Regions from separate parts of the Capra hircus genome. Here region 1 is linked to region 2. Evidence: chromatin contacts called from public Hi-C data. All regions are on one chromosome and are shown on one strand. The core of a region is the stretch at or near the end of the contact, and the rest is flanking DNA. Distances in the headings are between cores, read along the strand shown.

Region 1 (5,430 bases), core at 2,516-5,015, 46 kb after region 2:
TTATTTGTTAAATGGGCAGAATGGTATTTGTCTCAGATTTGGGGGAGGATTAAATGTGCTCCTTTGGGTGGAGAGCTTAGAATCAAGTCTTGCATCTTCAGAGAGCTTCATTTAATGCTAGCTGTGTGGCTGGAGGTGGTGAGCACCCTGCCCGTGGGGGTATGCAAACAGTAGTGGAGGACCAGGTAGGGTGGCGCTGTGTGCTCAGTGAGCTGGGATGGGATCCTAGTCTGTGCCTCCACCGACCTTCCCTGGAGGGAGCTGGAACCTCAGGCTCACCCTGGCCTCCAGCTCCTGTCGGGGAGGATGCCTGGCTGTGTGTCCGGCTTGCCCCTCAGCCAGGGATCTGGGACCCGGAGGAGGAGAAAAGAAAGGGAGGGCTGGCAGCTGACCTTGGGAATGCTAAGGGGTCCTATGCTCCAAAGGTGGGCGTTCTGCCAAGTCCCCAAAGAACTGAAACACAGCCCCCAAAAAATGAACAGGGAGGTAACTGGGCTGACCTTGTATGCCTGGCCTTGGCCAGTTTGGGAACACAGATGCAGAAGGGAAACTGCAGCCAGACGGCTGAGGTCCGTCTGTGGTTTGAGAGGGAAGACAGGCTGGGCAGGAGGATGAGATGGCCAGCGCTGTTTTCCTGTCCGCTCGCTGTCAGCCGGGAGGTAAGCCCTTCCCTTCCCTAGAAGCAACCCGGGGCTCTGGTCTATGAAGAAGACAGACGGGGGGACAGGGATCTTGTCACCTCCTCAGTAGAGGAGGAAGCTGAGGCCCAAAGAGGGGACTGGGTGCTACAAAGGTCCTAGGACCAGGTAGGTGTGGCGCTAGTTCAGGACCCTATGGGCTTCTCTGATGTCTCAGGTGGTAAAGAATCTGCCTGCAATGCAGGAGACCCAGGTTCAATCCCTGGGTTAGGAAGATACCCTGGAGAAGGGAATGGCAACCCACTCTAGTATTCTTGCCTAGGAAATCCCATGGACAGAGGAGCCTGGCAGGCTACAGTCCGTGGTGTTCCAAAGAGTGGGATGTGACTGAGCGATTAACACACACGTGTGTCTAACTCCTGCCACCCCCACTCTGGGAGGGTGCATTCCCTGGGCAGGTGCTGACTGGCGAGGGCCCTGAGGCCCAGCTTCAGCTGCTCCTTGTGGGGAGGGCTGTGGGGAGCCCTGCATGTGGGTTGCAGGCTGCCCCAGGGGCATGGAGCTGTTCAGGGCTGGGGCCACTGTCCCAGGACTGCTCATGACAGGTCCTGCTGTCTGAACACCACCCCTAAACTGGGCCAGACCCAGACCTTCCTAATCCCTCCCCTTCTCTGAGGTTCTAGATTTTTTCCATCCTCACTCCGATTCCAAAAAGGTTGTGATTCTCAGCTTCTGAAAGCTCTTGCCTCCCCATCACTTTTCTCTCTTTCTTTTTCTCTCTCTGCTCCTCCCTCATTCCCTTTCAGTCTCAGCATTCCAAGTGTCTACTGCTTGAGGTGACTGCGGTTGACTTTAATGGCAATCCAGAAACACGGCTGGCACTGCCCCTTTCTCCAAGAGCTGGTGCTGCCGGCCAAAGGGAGGTGCGATGGGGCTGCCATTACCCCAGGTTCCCCCAGGACCTCTGGCCTGGAAGTGTCAAAGATGGTGATGAGTCGCCCTGGGGAACATCACAGCCTAAATGGCTCCTGTAGCCCATCTCCTGCTAGTTAATGGCCTTTGGGACAGCTCAGAGGGGAGGGGAGGGGAGGCAGCTGGAGGCTGGGAGGGAGAATGCTGACAGTTTTCTTATCTGCGTGGTGTCAAGATTTCCGAGCGCTCCTCGTTTCACATTGGTAACAGGTGTTCTGCAAAAAAAAAAAAAAAAAAAAGCTCGCACCATCACACTGGGCTGGGAAACTAAGCCCAACCAAGCTCTGTGGATTTTCTTTCTGCAGGACTTATCAGAGCCTTTGATATGTTAATTCATATGACCAAGTAGGACCTGCAGTATTTCTCTAGCTTGGGAACTAGTGCTTCTTAGGGAGGAACTTCCCTGTCGCTCATATAGTAAAAAATCTGCTTGCAGTACAGGAGACCTGGGTTCGATCCCTGGGTCAGGAAGATCCATCCTCTGGAGAAAGGAATGGCAACCCACTCCAGTGTTCTTGCCTGGAGAATCCCACGGACAGAGGAGCCTGATGGGCTACAGTCCATGAGCTTGCAAAGAGTCAGACATGACTAAGTGACTAAACACACACAGCTTCTTAGGAAGTGCTTGGCAAAGTTACCTCATGGTAAAGTCAGGGAGATAGTTCCAGAGAAGGGAAGGAAGGGGCTCTGGTGACCGTAATGGCTGAAATCACGGGCTTTGAGGTTTGGTGGACTAAAGTCTGAATCCTGGCTTGGCTACTTACTTGCCTGGGCATCACTTAGCCTTTTTGGATTTCCATTTCCTTTTTACGTTGGGGCAATAATAGTATTTGCTTTATAGAGTTAAGGTGGGATTGAACGACCATTTGTGAAAAGTGCCTTGCGCAGTTTTGGGCACCAAGTGAGTGATCGCTAAATGGGAACTGTCATCTCCTGCTCCCCTTCTTGGATTCCAGCTCCCTTTTGCTGTGCCAGCTAGACCTCTGTTTATTCCCACTCGTGGTCTGCTGTTCTGCCAGGCACTGCGAGGCTGGAGTGCAGGGCAGTCGGGGGAGGATGTGGAGGCTGAAGGCCAGTGTATGGTCCGGGACCCCACTGGGGTCTGGTGGGGGCACCTCCTTTGTTTGTCAAGTACATGGCGTTTCTAAGTTAGACCTTTACAGATATGGCACAAGGTTGGCATCCAGGGGGGAGGACCGGTGTGTGCAGAGGTTTGGAGGAGGGAACACTCAAGCCCAGGCTCATCTCTCGTGATGGTGTGCTGGCCTCTGAGGCCTCTTGAGCAAACACTCTGATTGCAGATAAAGCAGGTGGCAGGGTGGGTGGCTCTGGATAACGGGCTCTCGGGGGAACCCGGCGTCCTCTCATCTGCGCAGGTGCCCCTCTCCTGCCCTTCCTCGGTCTCCCCCCAGGGCCGGGGCTCGTCTGGGCATGCGGAGGGAGCCGTGGCCCGGGGACCTGCTGGACAGAAGCCATGGGGCGGCAGGGCCCACGCTGGTGGGGCAGTGCTCCAGAACGTGGGACTCATCCTGGGCAGTGAGCCGGCAAGGCCTTGGCACCCGCCGGCCTCCGGGAGGCAGGCAGCTAGCTTAATTTTTATTCTTTTTAATTGTAGAAAAATTCCTGGAACCTGAAGTCACTCTGTTTTCCCTGGCCAGGCCAGAACACCCTTCCTGGGGGGAGTTCTGTGTGGCCACCTAGCTTGGGCTTCAGTCCCCCAGCCTGTGACTGAGGGCGGGGAGAGACGGGCTCCATGTTTGCAAGCAGTGCCCCCTGGAGCCCCAGGCTCTGCTGAGGGGCTGGGGGCCTGGCTGAGAGTGAGGTATGGTCAGGGGTCCCACCGGGGTCTGGTGGGGGCGCTGCCTTTGTTTGTCGGGTACATGGTGTTTCTAAGTTAGACTGCGTTTATGAGAGTTTGGAAAGGGCTGGTGGAGGGTCCTCTCAGCCCCCCACCCCACCCCCTCTGCTCTGCTCTAACGTCCCTCCTCGCTCCCCTACACACCCGCACACAAGAGCACGCACACCTCATGTGTCCTTCCCTCAAGGACTTCATGCTCACCCACCCCTCTCTTGGCCAAACCCTTCTCTCCTAAGGCCCTCTGTCCAGGGCTGGGGGAGGGGGAGCCAGCATCTCCATGTTGTCCCCCGTCTGTTGTCCCCACCGTCCCCGACCCTGACCAGCAGCTGAAGATGAGGGCTGGAGCTGGGAAGCTGGGCTGGGTCTTCCCACTGCTGGCTCTCCCTGCAGGAGGGCAGGACCAGGCTCACACCTGGAGACCCGCTGGGGCAGGGGCTCCCCTCCCCACACACACCCCTGCTCCCAGCTGTGCTTAAAGGTCCCAGGCACCCTGATAAATGCTAGGTGAGCCACCCAGGACTGTGATTCATCCTCACCACCACTGAGGTGGAGACGAGACGCCACGGGGGAGGCAAGCTGCCCTGGCTCCCGTCCAGAGCGAACCATTTACCACCCAAGTGATCTGGGGCCGGGCCCCACCCACCTCTGACTCTGTAAGACAGGGCCCCTGATGGTATCCCAGCCTTGTAAGCCAGTGGTTCTATGCCCGCAGAGTGTTGGTCAACGGGCTGCCTGGTCAAGCTGGACTCCCAAGCCCCACACCAGACCTGGAGCATCTGCCCCTCACACTCCGTTATTGTTTAGTCACTCAGTGCAGCTCTTTTGGGACCCCACGGACTGTAGCCCACCAAGCTCCTCTGTCCCTGGGATTTCCCAGGGAAGAATACTAGAGTGGGCTGCCATTTCCTTCTCCAGGGAATCTTCCCAACTCAGGGATCCAGCCCGAGGCTCCTGCCCCATCTTCTGTGTGGCAGGTGGGTTCTTTACCGCTAAGCCCCTCACATATATTCTATCACAAAACGTTTATGTATCCCTGACAGTACCCTGTATGTATGTGTGCACGTGTTTTCATCCTAATGCTACTGCTCTCCTGGCAAAAGAAAAAAAAGGAAAAAAAATTGGGAAAAAACCCATCAAGCTCATAGCAGCTACTGGGTAAAAATTCCCCGCTACTTCTGATTTGCTGAATGAAGAAAAAAATCTTTTGTGCTATTTTCAGAGATACTGAATGTCAGTGTGGAGGGATCTGTGATAATGCATTTCAGTGAACTTCCTGGGGTGTTTCTGACCCATCGTGGGTTTGGGCACCTCTGATGTGAACTCCTTGTGGCAAAGGTGGGCATATAGGGTTGAGCATAGGCTGTGGACTGCCCCCTTCCCCACCACATCAGAACACAGAAGTTAATTCTGATGGCAGTTAGGGAAAGCTTCAAGGGGAGGGCGTGTCTTCACTGAGTTTAGGAAGATGAGTTGGGTCATGGAAAGAGGGAGGCGATCCAGGCAAAGAGGCTAGTCGGGGGATGGATAAGCCTGCGGTCCACGCGTGTGTTACTGGCAGGAGAATGCCTGGGGGCCTAGGTCATCTTCCTGGGGAGGCGCCTGCCTGGGAAGGGTTAACCCCAGAGCCACCAAGGTCCTGTCCACTCAACTTCCACCTCTGTCCTCTGAGGAAATGGGTTTTCCAGGGGCCTGGACTGGGCCAGCAGTGACCCGTGGCTCTAAACGGATGGCAGAGGAAGTGAGTCAGGCCTCAGGGGAGAAAGTGAGCCATAAGTCCCCTGCCCATTACCCTCTCCCCCACCGTGAGGATGGGCAGGGCTGGGCCTGCACTGGAGCTGGGGCATCTCCTCCTGGGCCCAGCCAGCTCGAGAGATGGGCAGCCGGGAGTCTTAGCTTAGATGAGCCCTGGCCCCTCTGCTCTGCCTTGATCCCTGGGGACTCTGTGATTGTGGCCCCCATTGT
Region 2 (5,733 bases), core at 642-3,141:
GGCTTTGGTGCTTCTGTCATGTTGTTTACTTCTCTGGGGTGATATTTTCTCCTCAGATTTAGCCTGCTGCTTCCCCGCAATCTTTCTAGCTCTTCAATTAAATTTTTTTTTTAAACTCAACATTTTAAACTGTGTTCAGAGGTAAAAAGAAGTCTGCCACTGCTGAAAACAAAAATCTCAAGATCAGTTTCAGATCTACTGTGTTGGGGGGGTCTGAGGGGACGTTTTGTGTTGGGTCGCATCGGAGAAAATCTTCTCTTTATAAGGATGTCAGTGTCTGCACGCATCCAGCCTACCTCTTGTCTGCACTGTAGTGTACCATGGCCAGGGTGCTAGCATCCTCTGAGACAGAGTGAGCAGAAGTGAGTCAGATACAGCCAGCAGAACTCAGCAAAAGATCAGATGCCTCACGGAGGCAGGAAAGCGGAGCCTGACTCCTCAGTTCCTGGCACGTCTCTCAGTGACCTCACCTCTGCCCACTTGTCCCCAGACTGCCACCGTAAGGACCTCCTGCTGCCTCCTCCGTGGATGGCTGGTGAAATGAGCCTGGTGCTGTTCCTGATGACACGGCTGACTGGGCAGAAGTCGCAGCTCCCTACCATACGAGTTATGCAACCCAGGAAGCTGCCAAACCTCTCCTGGCCTGAGCCAACAGATCTGCAATATGGGATGGGCATAATAGTAACCAGCTTATAGAGTTGATAGGAGAATTGACTAGCCAATAATTGCAATGCCCTTGAGAGAGTGCCTGCAACATAAGAGGCTCTATAAAATCTTTTCAAAATGGGATGAGGTCTCACGCACCTCTCCAGGTCAACTTAATAATAAACACAATATTACTGTAGCATTTGCTCTTTTAATCTCTTGCCACCCTTCAGTTTAGAGGTGAGAAACTGAGGCCCAGAGAGGGCAGGGATTCCACAAAGCAGCCCAGCAGGCCACCATCTCCTTAACCTGGAGAGGCCCACTCAGGGTCCCAGCCCTCCAGCCACACCTCTGCTCCCTCGGACTGGCTGTGTGACTGTGGCCTGGTCTGTTCCCTCTCCGGGCTTTGGTTTCCCCATTGGCAAACCAGGAGGAAAGACCAGTCATCCCTCTGCCTCCAGCTCTATCTGACGAGCGAAGGGTGTTCGAACAAAGCTCCATGGTTTGTTCTGGGAGATTTTGGGGGGGTTGCAATTGCTGAGGTGATTCAAGGATCCAAGCGGGCTGGGAGGATGTGCAGTGGGTCATGAGAGCTGCCTTCCAGGAACCCAGAAGCTTGAGAACTTGCAGCCTCAAACCAGCCGCATCTACCACTTATAACACTTAGGAAGGTGTTACCCAGACACCGACTTGGGTAATAGCTTCCCATGGGTCAGGGTTGGGGGGTGGGGGAAGGGACGGACAACTGACGGGTGAGAATTCACATCAGCTCTCTGGCTGGGGGGCCCCAGGCAGGCACAGGGCCCTACTCAGTCTTGTCTTCCCTGAGCTGGGGCAGGACATCTAGGCCCTGGCTTCTGACTCTGGTTCAAGCCAGTCCCTGTCCCTCTCTGGGCCTCAGTCTCACATCAGTGAAATGGGACCAGAGACAGCACAGATAAGTCTCCAAGGCCCCACATGACCTGACCGTCAGGCAAAAGTGTGACTGTCCCTCCTAGTGTGTGGACTCTAGGGCCTCCACCCAACCCCACCACGGGGGAAAGGCAGCACTGAGTGCCCTGACCGCCTACTGTCTGACCTCTCTGAGCCTCAAGGCTACTCATCTGTGCACGAGGAGAGTGGCAACACCAATGCGACAGGGCTGGGAGGATTCCCTGAGATAATCACCCGGGGCCTGATGCAGCTGTCAGTGCAGAAAGTAATTCCCACTCACCGACATCCCCTGCTGCTGGGCCTCAGGGGCTAGAGGCAGCTCCCCAGCCCTCGCAGGCCCCAGGCCTCCACGCTCAGAGGGAGCCAGACCTGGGAAGAGGCCTTGGCTGTGGTGATTTTGAAGCAGGTGCTACAACCCCCACTCCTGAGGCCTGGGCTCCCACACACTCATATCCTGCCTCCAGGCCAACCCTCAAATTGGTTATCATTTAGTTAGGGCCACCAGCCTGCAGGCAGTTAATTGCGCCTGTCAGCAAAACAGGAAGAACTTTAGCGAGCAATTCATTAATAAAACTGGTGACTCCCAGAGCCGCTTCTTTCAGGAAGGACTGATTTCATTAACCACTTCATCACTCAGGCAAAGGCTGATGATATCAGTGGTTTGAATCCTCCAAGATCCTTGGGGGGGATATAGAATAACTGCTTCTCACTGATAGAGAGTCTGCTCTGTGCCAAGCTGTGTGCTTTGCAAATCCCACCAGATTTGGTCCTTACAATATGAAAGTGTTAGTCGTTCAGTCGTATCTGACTCTTTGCAACCCCACGGACTATGGCCTGCCAGGCTCCTCTGTCTTGAGGATTCTCTAGGCAAGAATACTGAAGTGGGTTGCTGTGCCTTCCTCCAGGGGATCTTCCTGGCTCAAAGATCGAACCCGTGTCTCATATGTTCTGCATTGGCGGGTGGGTTCTTTAAAACTAGAGCCACCTGAATAAGGTACTATTATTATGCCCATTTTACAGGTGGGAAAATTGAGGCTCTGAAAGATGATTCTCTTCTCCAAGGACATGTAACTATTAATAAGTACAAATGGATCCCAGCCTGTCTGATTCCAAAGGTATTTTCTCCTTGAGTGGTCCCGAAAATACATGTTTCCCTTTATGGATGGAAGGTCTCAGAACCTGTGAGCTAAGAAACTGTCGCAGGCTTGCAGGAAGTGGGTATGTGGACTCAGGTCTTTTCCTAAAGCAATTCCACTGTTTCAGTGCAAGAGGAGCCCTTAGGTCCTGAAACACGCAAAGGCTGGCTTGTCCCCCCCGCCACGTGTCCACCCTGCCAGCCACTCTCCTGCCCCCCAAACCACCAGCCTCCATTCTCAAGATCTGGATTCTTCCTCTGCAGCTCACTTCTCTATTCTCTGTCTGCAGCGCTCTCCATAAGAGGCAATTGGAATGGAATTTTAGATGGCACAGGGAAATGAATTTATTTTTTATATTTGTCTTTGGCTGCACTGGGTCTTGGTTGCTTCACGTGGGCTTTCTCTAGTTGTGAATGGGGGCTTCTCTTCATTGCAGTACATGGCCTTCTCTCGGCAGTGGCTTCTCTTGTGGATCACAGGCTCTGGGCATGAGGGCTTAGTAGTTGTGGTGTGTGGGATCAGTAGTTGTAGCTCGCATGTTCTAGAGTACAAGGTTCAGTTGCCTCATGGCACACGGGATCCTCCCAGACTAGGGATCAAACCCATGTCCCTTGCATTGGCAGGAGAATTCTTAACTGGACCACCAGGAAAGTCCCAAGGGAGATCAGGTTTAATATTAGTCTAATGGATAGCTTTTCATTAATTATGGCATGTGACCCTGGTCATTTAACACAGGATACTGTGTTTTCTTTTAAAAGAAATCATTTGAATTAAGTTTAAAAAGATCCATCAATCTAAAATATTAAGTAAAAATTTGGCAGATTTAATTTCTGGACTTGGAAAAAACTGTGAGAACAAACTTGCCTTCTTGAGTGGGGGATACCTAGCCTGGGTAACCCTTGCCCCCTTCTTAACCAAACAGGTCCGGGGAGGTATTTGTCAGTCTCAAGAGAGTAGTCCTTTCCCGGAGGGGAAGTTGGCCTTCTTCCTCAGCCAACAGACTCGTGCTGCAGCGAGGTTATTTATTTCTTTGAAAATGTTATCAGTGTACTACACACACTCACAGTTTAGCATCATGGTTGCCTGGGGTGGAAGTGGCGGGGAGGTTGCCTGCAAAGGAGCATGAAGGAAGTTTCTAGAAAGATGAAAATGCTCTGTATCTTGACTGAGGTGTTTGCTGCACAAGTGGGCACGCCTGTCAAGTAATTGACTTGTACACTTAAAGTGTGGAGATTTTCTGCAGGGAGATAAAGCCGGTTTGAAAACAATAAAAACCAAAGCCACAAGTATTCACTTATATTGGGAACCCCTTGTATTCACTGCTAGTTCTAAATTCTGAGACCTGTGCTTTGCTGTGTGATAGAATATGCTGGTCTCACTGAGCTATTATTTTGGTTGCTCCCACAAATCAGCATTTACAGAGTTCTGCCATGTGCTGATCACAACAAGGGTGTTTAGAAAGTCAGAGAGTTACATTTGGCAAAGGGACATCACAACTGATTGTTGGGAGAATTGGCTCTCCATTTAGAAGGAAATAAAATTAGATCCCTACCTCATACCATATGCACACATACAAACACTCCAGTTAGATTAAAGATGAATGGATTAAATGTTATAAAAAACTATACTGCTAAGTCACTTCAGTCGTGTCCGACTGTGCGACCCCATAGACGGCAGCCCACCAGGCTCCCCCTTCCCTGGGATTCTCCAGGCAAGAACACTGGAGTGGGTTGCCATTTCCTTCTCCAATGCAGGAAAGTGAAAAGTGAAAGTGAAGTCGCTTAGTCATGTCCGACCCTTAGTGACCCCATGGACTGCAGCCGACCAGGCTCCTCCGTCCATGGGATTCTCCAGGCAAGAGTACTGGAGTGGGGTGCCATTGCCTTCTCCAGCGCTTAGTGCTAGTCTTTCCCATTGTATTGTTTTCCTCTATTTCTTTGCATTGATCACTTAGGAAGGTTTTCTTATCTCTCCTTGCTATTCTTTGGAACTCTGCAAGTACCAAGTACCAAATTGCAGTACTTGGGTGCCATCTCAAAATTTAAAGAATGATCTCTGTTAGTTTCCAGGGCAAACCATCCAATATCACAGTAATCCAAGCATATGACCCAGCCACTATAAAAAACTTCTTCTTCTATAAAAAACTATAGAAGTATTACAATAGAATGTGAAGATTATTTTTTATAATTTTTTATTTTTCTCTGTGCTGAGTCTTTGTTGCTTGCTCCATGGGCTTTTCTCAAGTTGTGGTGAGCAGGGGCTACTCTCTAGCTGTGGTGCTTCAGGCTTAGTTGCTCTGCAGCATGTGGGATCTTCCCAGATCAGGGACAAACCCATGTCTTCTGCATTGGCAGGTGGATTCTTTACCACTCACTGAACCACCTGGGAAGCCCTAGAAGAATGTTTTTAATAAGGTCCAGCCAGTAGGAGCTAAGACATGAGGGTCAAAATTCATGAAAGAACATTTTGTTTGACTATGTGTTCAGCTGCTTCAGTCATGTCTGACTCTGTGGCCCTATGGACTGCAGCCCACCAGGCTCCTCTGTCCTTGGGATTTTCCAGGCAAGAATACTGGGTTGCCATTTTCTCCAGGGGATCTTCCCGACCCAGGGATTGAATCCACATCTCCTGAGTCACCTGCATTGCAGGCAGATTCTTTACGGCTGAGCAACCAGGGAAGCCCCATGTTTGACTGTATAATAATGTAAAACATCCTGTGACCAAAGATACTGAGAATTTAGCTAAAAGGCATGCAGTAGACCACTGGAAAATATTACCTCATATGTATTAAAGAATTAAAATTTTAGCATGAAAAGGGGTCCTGTAAATTAGTAAGAAAATAAATTAGTGGCAAAAAGCCCCATTAAAAATGGGTGAAGGATATATGCATTTGCTTCACACAAGAAGAAATAAAAATGAAAAGTAAAGTTATGAAAACATGTTCAGACTCCTTCACAATTACAGATAGGCACATGAAAACAATGGCATCAGGACTTCCCTGGTGGTTCAGTGGTTAAGA

What was found. A called contact is a pair of places that touch in the nucleus more often than the background predicts.
Region 1: a contact with region 2 is called in a Hi-C map of blood, with 3 times the contacts expected there. The contact joins two enhancer-like sites. A contact is called at or near these places in 2 of 5 Hi-C or Micro-C datasets (both in blood).

What each region holds. Positions count from the first base shown.
Region 1 is chr18:26,966,451-26,971,880 of ARS1.2, forward strand. The region is part of intron 1 of ADGRG1 (adhesion G-protein coupled receptor G1); the gene reads left to right. Among named protein-coding and RNA genes, the nearest start is that of ADGRG1, 24 kb to the left of the region's middle. Within about 2 kb of position 3,766, at least 3 of the 5 cell types and tissues checked have an H3K27ac peak or open chromatin away from gene starts, as enhancers often do.
Region 2 is chr18:26,922,405-26,928,137 of ARS1.2, forward strand. No RefSeq gene overlaps it. Among named protein-coding and RNA genes, the nearest start is that of ADGRG1, 20 kb to the right of the region's middle. Within about 2 kb of position 1,892, at least 1 of the 5 cell types and tissues checked has an H3K27ac peak or open chromatin away from gene starts, as enhancers often do.